Regions from separate parts of the Mus musculus genome. Here region 2 is linked to region 1. Evidence: chromatin contacts called from public HiChIP or PLAC-seq data. All regions are on one chromosome and are shown on one strand. Each heading gives the region's core, a stretch centred on a gene start, on an enhancer-like site or on the middle of the called end of the contact. The rest is flanking DNA. Distances are from core to core; before and after follow the strand shown.

Evidence for each region. HiChIP or PLAC-seq counts read pairs in DNA pulled down with a chosen protein or histone mark.
Region 2: an H3K4me3 HiChIP or PLAC-seq map of embryonic stem cells shows a contact between it and region 1, with 26 read pairs. The contact joins the enhancer-like site here to the promoter of Speg in region 1. A contact is called at or near these places in 5 of 39 promoter capture datasets (the HPC-7 cell line, cranial neural crest, embryonic stem cells and 2 more), 1 of 484 Hi-C or Micro-C datasets (embryonic stem cells), 2 of 115 datasets of contacts at active chromatin or transcription factors (embryonic stem cells and stem cell-derived neural progenitor cells) and 2 of 9 other capture datasets (adipose tissue and liver).

What each region holds. Positions count from the first base shown.
Region 1 is chr1:75,373,953-75,379,805 of GRCm38.p6, reverse strand. Speg (SPEG complex locus) reads right to left here and starts at 4,509. Exons shown (of 41, transcript NM_007463.4): 1 at 3,973-4,509. The coding sequence starts at 4,366. Gm15179 (predicted gene 15179) reads left to right here and starts at 4,791. Exons shown (of 4, transcript NR_037976.1): 1 at 4,791-4,919.
Region 2 is chr1:75,592,600-75,598,413 of GRCm38.p6, reverse strand. No RefSeq gene overlaps it. Among named protein-coding and RNA genes, the nearest start is that of Slc4a3, 49 kb to the right of the region's middle. Within about 2 kb of position 2,758, at least 6 of the 459 cell types and tissues checked have an H3K27ac peak or open chromatin away from gene starts, as enhancers often do. A contact at or near this core is called in embryonic stem cells, where this site is marked.

The DNA of each region.
Region 1 (5,853 bases), core at 3,260-5,759:
CTGTCTCTCCTTGCTAGAAACTAACCCCCAGGATGTCATAATTTTTGATTCTCCCCACCCCCATCCCCGGGTCATGTACCCAAGCACCTAAAACAGTAGATAACTGGTACACAGGAGACACTTGATAAACACAAGGGTGAGTCACAGAGCTGGGAACAATAGGTAAGGAGTGGTAAGGGGCAGGTGGTGAATCTTCTAGCATAGCCCCTTTCCTCCTCCTCTGTTCTGCCCCACCTTGTTCCCAAGAAACTGTTGGAGAAGCAACTATCCCCCCTTCTGCCCAGATCTTCAAGGAGGCCTTGCTCTGATCAGCAAAGTAAGGGAGGCCTCTCTGCTCCTCTCTTGTCCCTCCCAGGGTTCCTCTATGGTTCCACTCTAGCCCCTCCTCCTGTCTTTGATTGGCACTCGCTGTGCTATGCACACATGGCCGATGACACTCTGTTCCCATTTCCAATTCCACAGTAGTTTCTCATGGCTTTTTCTACAGACATTCCAAGTCCAGGTGGGAAGGATGATAACTATAGAACAGTGTTTCCTGAAGGTCCTAGTGTATTCTTCTCTCCAGGCTTAAACTGTCTTCCTTTCTAATTCTAACCTCTCCCTTCCATGCCTTCAAGTAGCCAGGGTGGTTCATTGCCATCTGTCGAATGTTGGCCTTTCTGATAAACACTCTCTAGGTCCTGGCTGTGAAGCTTCAACTAATACACACCAGCCTCCCCTGCGGCCCCGTACCCATTACCTCCTCTTAAGCCACACATGCTCTATGATCTGAGAGAGTGACTTGTTCTGGTCACTTGCCGAGGAACCATGTAAGGATGGGGACCAGATGCTTCCAAAGAGATGCCCAGAGAGGATGTTAGAGGCAGGCGGGGGAGGACTGGGATATTGACAGGAGAAAGGTGGGAATGAGAAGCTCTCGGCTTACTCTTCCTGCACCTTTCTCTGTGGACAGGCAATGAGGACCCAGACTCAGAGACCCAGCTTTCCAGACCTAGCTCTGCTACCTCACTTAGAAGCCATTCAGTCTTGGGCAAGAATCCCAGCTGTCTTATATATTAGTAAAATCCAAACAATAATCAGGAAATCTGGAAGATTAAACCATTAAACAAGGTAGCACATTGAAGGATTTTACTAGCATCCGGAATTTCTGCCATTTTTCCTCCTTTATTTTCCATTCCAATGCCCTAAACCCTTTACCTTCATCACCTGAGTTTTCCCATCTGACAAACCTCCCATCCAGCAGCAGGCTTGTTTTCCAGTGTCCTGCTAATACACTTCCATCCTGAACTCACATCCCAAGCTTCTAAAGTGCCAGGAACCTTCAGATCACCCTGTCTCTCCCAGCCAGAAAGCATTCATGGCCAGGAAACTGCTCCTTCCGTCTGGAGCCAGGTCCTCTTTGGCTTCCTCGAGTTCTTTGCATCTTTGTGCTGTTGATTCCAAACAAGAGTGTTTTCTATGAAGTCTGAGCAATGCTGAGCTATTGGCTCAGCTTCCCTGGACCCAGAGCTGTCACTGAGCAGGGACAGGAGGGATGGGCAATAGAAGGGGCAGAAGACAGACTCCTCTAGTTAACTCTCCATCATCACCAAAGCCACCCCTCACCCCGTGGCAGAACTCTTCTGCAACCTGGTAGCTGTACAGTCGGACATGTTCTCAAAGGAGACATGCCTCAGCCCGTTTCTCTCTTCCTGTCTAAGGTGAATGTCAGAGACTTGAAACCCAGCCCCACAGCACTCGAGGTCTCTTCACTCTGAGCCCTTCACCCCTGATGTTCACCAAAACGGCCCCAGCCAGGAGACTGTACCCCTGTGTCCAGGTGTAGCCAGTCCATGCTTAGCTATGCCTAGCTATGCCTAGCTATGCCACCCTGATCAAAAGCAGCACGGAAACAGCCTTGCTGGGGGTCTGAGGGGCTGCCTGAATCTCCACAGAGGACAAGTCAGGCCAAGTCACTAGTAGCTAATTCTATGACCCCACTCCTCTCCTTCCCTCCCTCCATCTCTCCCTCTCTTAGAACATCTTGAGCAGTAGAAAAGCCCAAGATCACCAACCAAACAAGATGCTCAGTCCTGACAGGCCATAACCATCCCTTACCTCAGGCAGACCTTCCTCCTCTCTGGTCCGCACTGTTCTCACCTGGACAAGGAAGCATTTGGAGCTTCGGGTCTCAGTGGACCTGTCCAACAGCTAACAAGCACCATGTCCACCATTTTCTTCCACTGTCCCTTCCTTTCCTGACCTCATCTCTCTTTCCTCTCAATTGTATTCTTCTTATCTACCTTAATCTTTAAGTTATAGTTCGTTTTCAGCTTCTTTTACTACAGACTACAGAGAGATGAAAAGCTACGAGAATCTGCTTCTTCAGCTCAGAAAGCTCAGAATTTTTCCAGAACCTGACCCAGCCCCTGGGCCAGGTTAAAGTCGTCTGTACTGACTGCTTCTAGGCCAATTGGAAGCTGCCCTGGGTCATCTGTAGGCCAGGCCTGAGCTCTGGGACCACAAGAAGACTGTAGGAAATGGGCAGGGTGACGCTGGGGAGAGAAGACACTGATAGAGACAATGCCCCCCTTCCATCTCCTATTGCATTCCAACGCAACCTTCATTCCCCTCCACCTGCCAAGGTCTTTTATCCCTGGACTTCCTCCCCAGATCTCAAAGATTGACCCTTATATTGTACCATGGAATGGAATGAGATGTCTCTCTAGAAAATGACCAAGGGCTGGAGAGATGGCTCAGTCAGTTAAGAGCACTGACTGCTCTTCCAGGGGTCCTGAGTTCAATTCCCAGCAACCACATGGTGGCTCACAACCATCTGATGCACTCTTCTGGTGAGTGTCTGAAGACAGCTACAGTATAATATAAATAAAAATAAATTTAAAAGAAAAAGAAAATGATCAAAACAGCCCCCCTACCCCCTAGCCCTTTGCCATCTCCCCTAAATGAAACCTACTCCCTCAGAGTTCCATTTTTTTCAAAGTTTGGTAGGTCCAAGACTGTTTTTAGTTTAGAGAACCGTTTGGCTCAGAAACTGAACAAAACCCCCACATTGACCCCAGGACAATCTAGCTGGTCTGACATCCCCACCAGCTCCAACAGGACCAACTACAAGACCGAGGCTCCTGCTCCTCCTCTTCTGCCTCAGTCTATCAGCCTAGAATCCCATCTTCCCAAGAGCCAAGGCACCAGCCCAAAGCATCCCCCTTCCGTGTCCTCTGAACACTCATATGGAAACCTCAATAGAGATACATGATTCACAGGCTTTCAACACTAGCCACATCTACCCTAGGGCTGTGTGTTTGTATTAACCCCATGAGAGTCCAGAGCCTCCCACAACTCAGAATGCCTCAAACACACACACACACACACACACACACACACACACACACACACACACACACACACACGGATTCTCAAACAGCCACTTCTCACATCTGGGTCCTGCTCATACACATCTGACCCCTTCTGCTTTGCCTAGTTCTGACCACACCATTCTTGTCCCAGTGTTGATCATGAAGAGAGAAGGTCTAGCCATAGCCATCTCCTCCCACATGGTCTGGAACAGGAGAACTGGCCTGTCTTTAAGACAACACACACACATACTGAGAGGGGCTGGTCACCAGGTCTCAAGTCTGTCACTGGAGCAGACGAGGGCATTTCTCTCCAGAAGGTTTCTCTCTATTGGATTAGGAGAGTTTTTGCACTATTGACCGAGAGGTCTGTGTGGGTCTCAGGCTAGACCCACCAACTGCTGACCGTTGACCTCTGACCTTCTTATGAGAAGCATCTCTATCTACCTTGATACACTCTCCTGCCTTTCCCTGTTGATCTGCCCTTCAGAAGGGGCCCATCAGGGAAAACGGGACACCTGGGAAGATGGTGAGGGACTGCAACCTGCATCGCATGGCCTGGGCAGCTGTCTCTACCCCTTGTGACCCCAGCCCTGCCAGGTAGGCCCCACCTCCGCATTACCTCTGACCTCCAGCACTGTGAGCACTGCCTCACAGGAGGCCTGGCCCCGCTCATTCTGGGCGCTGCAGCTGTACACGCCGGCGTCCTGAGCCCCGCAGCTCCGCAGCCACAGGCAGCTGGGCTCTGGGGCCGGTGGAGGCAGGAGCTGCCCATCCCGGAACCAGCTGAGGCTAGGCTGGGGTGTCCCGCTCACTACTACCCGCAGCCTTACATCACTGCCCGCACACACCGCCGCGTTCTTCAGGGGCCGCAGGAAGACCGGCGCCCCGGCCCCATCCCCGGTGACGAGGACCCCTCTGCCGGCCCCCACCTTGGCTCTCTTCGGGGGCACCCCGGGGCTAGGAGGTGCCCTCGTGCCGGCGTCCTCGCCTCGCGTGCCCCGGGCTTTCTGCATGGCCTCTGCGAGCTGGACTAGAGGGGCAGGGGACGCTAGAATTGGGAGGCCAGGGGGACGCCCTAGGGGGTATGGTGCCTTAAGAGATGAGTCCTATGGGGCCGGCGGCCGGCCTTCCTGCTGCCCGCCCGCTTTCGGCCTGTGCAGAAGGTCACCAGGGCGGCCGGCGATTGCGCCTCAGGGACTATTTTTAGGGCCCCCGGCTCGGGTTGCGAATGAGCAGTGGAGGGAGGGGGCAGCAGAGGAGGGGATTTGGACTCCATGTGGCTCCTCTCTCTCCCAGTGCCCCCATCGCCAGAGCTGGCCTAAAAGAATCTCCTCCCCCACGGTGTGTCGCCCCCTTCCCCGCCCCCAGCTTGTGAAATCTGGGGGAGTCGAATTACCCCTGGGCTTAGGCCCGCTTCCTTTCTTCGGGCCCCAGCGCCCTAGTCTCACTAGGCTGGTTGGAGAGGAAGAGGAAAGGTCCAGAGATGAGAGGCACATGGAGAGACAGGCCCCAGTGGAGGTGAGCAGACCGGACCAATGGCCTCTCCCAGCACCTCCGTAACAGCTGGTAAGCACCAAGACCCAAAGCCTGGAGTTCTGGTGGATTTTCAGCTCCCAGCAGGTCCTGTGCTCACTACACCACCACCCTACTACCTTCACCAGCCAGGTGACCCCTAACCCTCTCTCAATTTGCCTTCACCTATAGAAAGGGAAGTTGGCTAGGATTGCAATCAGCAATAATAGCCTCAAGGGGAGACACGGATGGCATGAGGACAACGCGGTAAAAGAGGGGTTTGGAAGGCTTGAAGTGTGAATGAGGACAACAGGTTGGGTTGGTGAGGATTCCATTCTCCAGGCAGGGAGCGCTGTGCCTGATTTCAAGCCTGGGGGATTTCTTTGCCCAACTTGTGGAGGTTGGATACACACACATGGGGTAAATGCAGGGGTGTCCAGGCCACTCGACATAGGTTGCAGTCCCTCACCGTCTTCCCAGGTGCCCACTTTTCTCAGCTGTGCTCACTCTGAAGGACAGATCAACAGGGAAAGGCAGGGAAAGAATCAAGGTGACAGAGGCTTTGCACGTGAAGGTTGGAGGTCAAAGGTCAGCCAGGGACCCACACAGACTTCTTGGATGATAGCGCAGAAGCTCTTCTTTCCCGTAGAGAGAAGTCCCTGGGGGATGGACACACACACACACACACGCACACACACACATGCGCACGCGCGCACACACACACACACACACACACACGCACACACAAGCACGCATGTACACACAGGCACATGAATGCATATAAAACTGTTAAATCTGATGATCTGGATATTCCATCCCAAAGTCACTTTCTTAGTAGTCATACAAGATGTCACCACTGGGAAATGACCACAGGATCTATCTATCTCTTCTTTGTTATATCTGACAACTGCATATACAGAATATGAATTTACATTTCAAGGGACTTTCATAGGATTCCTGAGGTCATCAGTTCCATTTGCACACACAC
Region 2 (5,814 bases), core at 1,509-4,008, 220 kb before region 1:
GGCTGGGCAGGGAGATAGAAGTGAGACTTTTTAGGATGCCCAGGTAAGGGAGGGAGGGAGGGGGAGAGAGAGAGAGAGAGAGAGAGAGAGAGAGAGAGAGAGAGAGAGAGAGAGAGAGAGAGAGAGAGAGAGAGAGAGACTGTGGCCCCCACTGTCTGGCTGTGCCCATCTCCTCCATCAGCACACTTGAAACACTCTGGGTACCAGGACACATACCAGTTTTCTACAAAGTCTTTTGGGAAGAAACATAAGCTGCATGGGAAGTGTTGCAGGCATAGTACATTCTATTGTTTACTATCAAAATCGTTTTTAATTAAAAATTGTTTGTTATTAAAATACTTCATTTCAATATACCAACAGCTCGTCGTCCTGAAAAAGAAAACCACAGAGCTAGAAAAAATTATCTCAGCCTCTATAATGTGGAGAATGCTATAAATACATTTTAAAATATGTACATATGTCATATGAGAGGGATTATCCAAATCCTGTATTTATCAACTTGGTCTCTCATAAAGGTTTTGTGAAGTTGGTATAAAACTTAGTTTTCCTGAGAAGTGTGTTACAACACTCTGCCACTAGGGGGCAGCATATCCCACTCTTTTCCCTTTTTCAACCAAAGTTAAAGTTACAGAAAAACTGTAGTAAGCAATTGCATATTGTATAATGAAACATGCTGTGTGTGTGTGTGTACTATATGACATATAGCATGTGCATGTATAGCATTATGTAACATAAATGTGTATAAAATAGAATGTAAAAGTCTATGTTGCATCTGTAACATAATTTGGGAGAGGGTAGGGAATGTATCCTATACGCCGGTAAATCTCACTGAATCAATCAATCAATCAATCAATCAATATTCAGAGGTTCACCCATTCCTCTGAAAAGAATGAAATCAGAGATTTAAAAGGACAGCGGAAACCCCGGCGTGATGGCACACTCCTTTAATCCCAGCACTTGGGAGGCAGAGACAGGCAGATTTCTGAGTTCGAGGCCAGCCTGGTCTACAAAGTAAGTTCCAGGACAGCCAGGACTACACAGAGAAACCCTGTCTCGAAAAAACAAAAACAACAACAACAAAAGAACAGCAGAAATGTTCTTGCCTTGCCACCAGCAAACTCAGGAGGGGCTTGGTCCACTCAAAGACGGTGCCCCTGTCACCCTGAGGTGCCCCTGTCACCCTGAGGTGCCCCTGTCACCCTGAGGAAATAGCAGGAGTTGCAGCACAGATGACAGTGGCCAAGGAATCTGGGCAAATGCCCTGTTTAAACCAGGAGCCAAGAGACAGGAGAGACAGAGACACCCAGCCAGCACCAGGGGGCCCTGGAGCCAGAGGTTGAGTGCAGAGCACTGTGTGAAGCCAGGGCAAGTGTCCCAAACAGCAGCATACAAATAGCTCCATAGGTCATATGTGGGGAATCCCAAAAATGGGACTTTAAACCCATTTCCAAATTAAGACTGGGAGTGGCGGGGGGTGGTTAAAATCCTAGCCTGTGCACACACTCAAGACAACGAGAAACCCTGAGTGTCTGGAGTCACTTAAACCAGAAAGCGGCTCACCCGTCCCTTGCCTCCCCTTGACTCACACGGTCAGTCACCTTACATCACCTGGGAAGCTCCCTTCCCCTTCTCCGCCCCCCCCCCTACATAATTCGGATCTCTCCATGTCCCAGTGTAAATGCCATACCTCCACCCTCTCACCCTACCCCTGAGCACAAGACACTTCCCCAGACCCCTCCCCTGGAGCACCCATCTCCCCCAGGACATGTAGAAATGTGCCTTGTTTCCATAAGGACAGCATTGAAATGCAAGGTACAGGGGGAAAAAAAAAACCAGTAACCTGTGGTCACTTAGGTAAATAGGTGTTTCTTTTTCTCCATGATCAGAAATCCCAAGGCAGGCAGCTTCCGGCTATCATTGGAGGCGCAACGATGACGTTCATGGTGTCTTTTCAGTAGTCTTTGTCAAAGGCACGTCTGTGCTGGACAGTCCCCAGATAGCCTTAACTGACCCAGTCTCTCCCCACCTCCCCTTTGCACATGTAATTCTCAAAATAACTGTAGAATGTTTTGGGGTGTAATGTGGAGGCAGGGCACCCGCCAGAAACAACCTGGAGCCTTGCTCCCATCTCTGCTCAGAAATGTGACTCCTTTAGTTAGAAAGGAGCATCCCTGGCAGGCTGGCCTCTCATATTTGTCCAGAAGACGGATACCCTTGGCACTTTGCCCATTGAACACCAGAAGTCCCAGGAGTATGAGCCCAGGGCAGGGTGACTGCTGGGGTCCCAGGCTGTGCTACAAGTGAGGGACTCCACAGCTCTCTTAAGCCTTGAGGAATGGCTGGCCATGGGCCCTAAGCTGCTTTTGTCCCTTGTCACCAACCTATCAGGATCACATCCACTTTATGCTTCTTGTTGTGAACATCGTTCACCTCACCCAGTGCAGGCAGTTGGTCACAGTTCAAGATGCTGTGAGCAGAAACATCTACACTCCCAGCAGATGCCTCCCTTGATCCTGCTCTCCGGCCTCACGGTTGCAATATGGCTGCCACACCCGCCGGCATCGCATTTTCTTTCCGGGTAGAGGAAAGGAGTGCAGAGCCAGCTGCTTCTCCTCTTTTATCAGGGCAACAGAAGTTTTCCTAAAACCCATGAGCAGAGTTCTGCTTTAAAAAAAAAAATTAGGGCTAAAGAGATGACACAGCAGTTGAGAGCACACACTGCCCTTGGCAAGGACCTGAGGGTGGTTCCCAGCGCCTGTATCAGGAAGCTCGAAGATGCCTGTAACTCCGCCTCCAGGGGATCAGACTCACATACACAGACACTGATAAAATAAAAATGATTTTCTTTTTTTTCTTGTTTGTTTGTTTTTTTTTTTAAATTGTGTGGTGGGCATGGGGATATCACGGTACACAACACATGTTAGTGTCAGATAACAGCTTGCAGAAATTGGTTCTCTCCTCACACCTTCCGGGACCCAGGCATGGAACTCTAGCTGCGAGGCTTGGCAGCAAGCTTCTTTACTTACCTCCTGAGCCATCTCACTGGCCCCAGAGTTCTATTTAGAAGTCGTGACTTTAGTTTAAATGGCATCTCTAGACTAAGGATGCAATCCGGAGGTAAAGTGTTTGCCCGCCCTATGTGAGGCCCTTGGTTCATGCCCAGCAGTACAAAAATAAAAAAGATAAACAACATCACTTAGCCATTACTACCTTGCAATAGCCACAGCAAATGTGAATGACAATGGCTCTCAGGTCAGCTTAGGAATCATTGCCCTCCCTGATCCCCCAAGGCCTTGGTCACAGCAGCTCACCAAACCAACTCCACCCCCACCCCTGTCTCCTCTCCGTGTGCTATGTACCCAGTCGATGTGCCTCGCTCTCCCGACCAGGCGGGGACACACTAGGCAGGCTGAGTGGGTGTGGCCGCTGCGAGATAATTAAACCTGTGCCTTTCTTTTGATCCCTGAGATCTTCCATTTGAAATTCACTCTGATGGAGTGGAAAGATCCGGGTACATGCCCTGTCTAACCATCACGAAGGGTTAAACCATTTTTATTTCAGGTCTCAGGTGACCAGGGAAGGCTCGCTGGCAGGAGTGTCTATTGGGCGCCTCGGAGGCAAGCGATTGTGGGAATTCAGAATTAGTTTGAGCAAGCTCTCTTACTATCCCCTTGATATCCCCAGAATAAAAGCAGCAGTGACATTGCCAGTGACCCAGCTGTTAGAGAAACCTTGGATTAGGCCACAGAGGCTCTTGCCTCAAGTCCTGTAATAAGAAGCTCGCCTGGAGAATTGGATTTAAATCCAGTCCTTGATGCTCATCTTAGCGCGGCCCCGTCCCTCCATCTAATCTCATCTTGTCCTCGGAGTGTTGAAAATGATGGCAAAGCAGCGACCGTGGAAAGTGACTGTGTGAGCTTTTCTCACATGAGAGAGGTTCTCAATAAAAAGTAAAAGTGATTTAAATGCAGATGTCTCTTCCTTTGCCACCCGCTACCTTGTCCCTGAAGGTGTCACACAGTTCCCAGCTTTGGTAGCCTGCTGTGGGAAAGCAGACAAGGGCCACCAAGCACCCACTTCTCCTGGGCATCCAGAGTTGATGTGGTTGTAGGACTGAGACAGAAAGAGGATCATGGTCGCCTGCTCACTGGCTGGTGTTGGGAAAAGAATCGGAAGTAGCAGGGCAGTTTATTGCACATATGAGGTAATTTGCATAGGCAGCACCACTCAGCCAATGTGGTTGATGCGCCCAGATCCAAACCAATGAGAGACCCCAAGATGGCTCTCCATTATGAGCGGCGGTAGGAACAACCAAGAGCTTTCGGGTCAACACTCAGACCAAATAAGTCTGAGTTTCTGGCAGGAGCTAGGGCACTGAAGCTCTCGATTACAGTGCCACTGAGCCCATGTGCAAAACCTAAGCCCCAACCTGATGGTGTTAGGCCATGGGCTTTTGGAAATGATTCAAAGAATGGAATTGGTAGCATTAAGGCGGGGCGGGGGGTCTTAATTAGCAAGAAAGCTGACCTGTCTGCTTCTGCCTTGCAAAGTTGCCACAAAACCCACCATCCAACAGGCAGAAAGCAGCCCCTCACCAGACACAGAATCACCTTGACCTCGGATGGTCTAGCCTGCAGAATCATGAGAACTAAATCTGTATGGTTTCTATGCGTGGTTTTTTGTTTTTTGTTTTTTTGTTTTTTTGGGTTTTTTTTGTTTTTGTTTTTGTTTTTGTTTTTTTTTTGTTTTTTGTTTTTGTTTTTGTTTTTTTTTTTGGTTACAAAAACCCAACCACATTGAGACAGGGCAGCGAAGGCAGAAAAGCACCTTTCTCTGGACCTGTGCAGTTGACCTCTGACCCTGTGCCTCCCTCCATGCTCATCTTCAGGATGTAATTGGCCTTCTCTGCTCACCTCACACGGAGCCAAAGGTGAAAGCACACTGTGTGAATGCTAAGGGCTCAGCAATGAGCAACGGAGGACAAAGAGATGGCCTGAGCCTGAGAATTGAGGTATAGCTGCTCTAAAAGAAACATGATCCAGAGATAGCTCATTTGACCCATGACATTCTGTCTTCCATTTTCATGTGTGTGTTCCTTACACAGGCACATGTGAGAGTGGGTATGCTGCGCATGGATGCCCTTGCCTGTCTGGAGTCATCTCCCTTTGTTCTCCTACCTTAGTCAGTGAGGCATCCCTTTCAGTCAACCCAAAGCTCACTGATATGGCTAGGCTTGTTACCCATAGTGCTCTGGGATCCCATCTCTGCCCTCTGAGACTGAAATTACAGGTGGGCAGCCATACCCAGTGGGCATAGTTAGGATTTGTATATGCTTGGCCCGGGGAGTGGTACTATTAGAAGGTATGGCTTTGTTGGAGTAGGTGTGTCACTGTGGGTGTGAGCTTTAAGACTCTCATCCTAGCAGCCTTCAGATGAAGATGTAGAACCCTCAGCTCCTCCTGCACCATCTCTGCCTGGATGCTGCCGTGCTTTCTGCCTTGATGATAATGGACTGAACCTCTCTCTGAACCTGTAAGCCAGCCCCAATTAAATGTTGTCCTTATAAGAGTTGCCTTGGTCATGGTGCCTGTTCTCAGCAGTAAAATCCTAACTAAGGCAGTCATTTACATGATTCTGGTAAACTCGAGTCCTTAAGCTTATGTGGCAAGTGCTAAGTCACTAACCCATCTCCTTAGCCCAGAGCTTGTTAGTTATAGTGGTAAAAAGTTCCTTCCATACAGAGGGTTGTCTTGTGTCTTACCTCACTGTACTTGCCATTTTCTAGTGGGACAGGGCAGGAGAACTTCCAGAGTT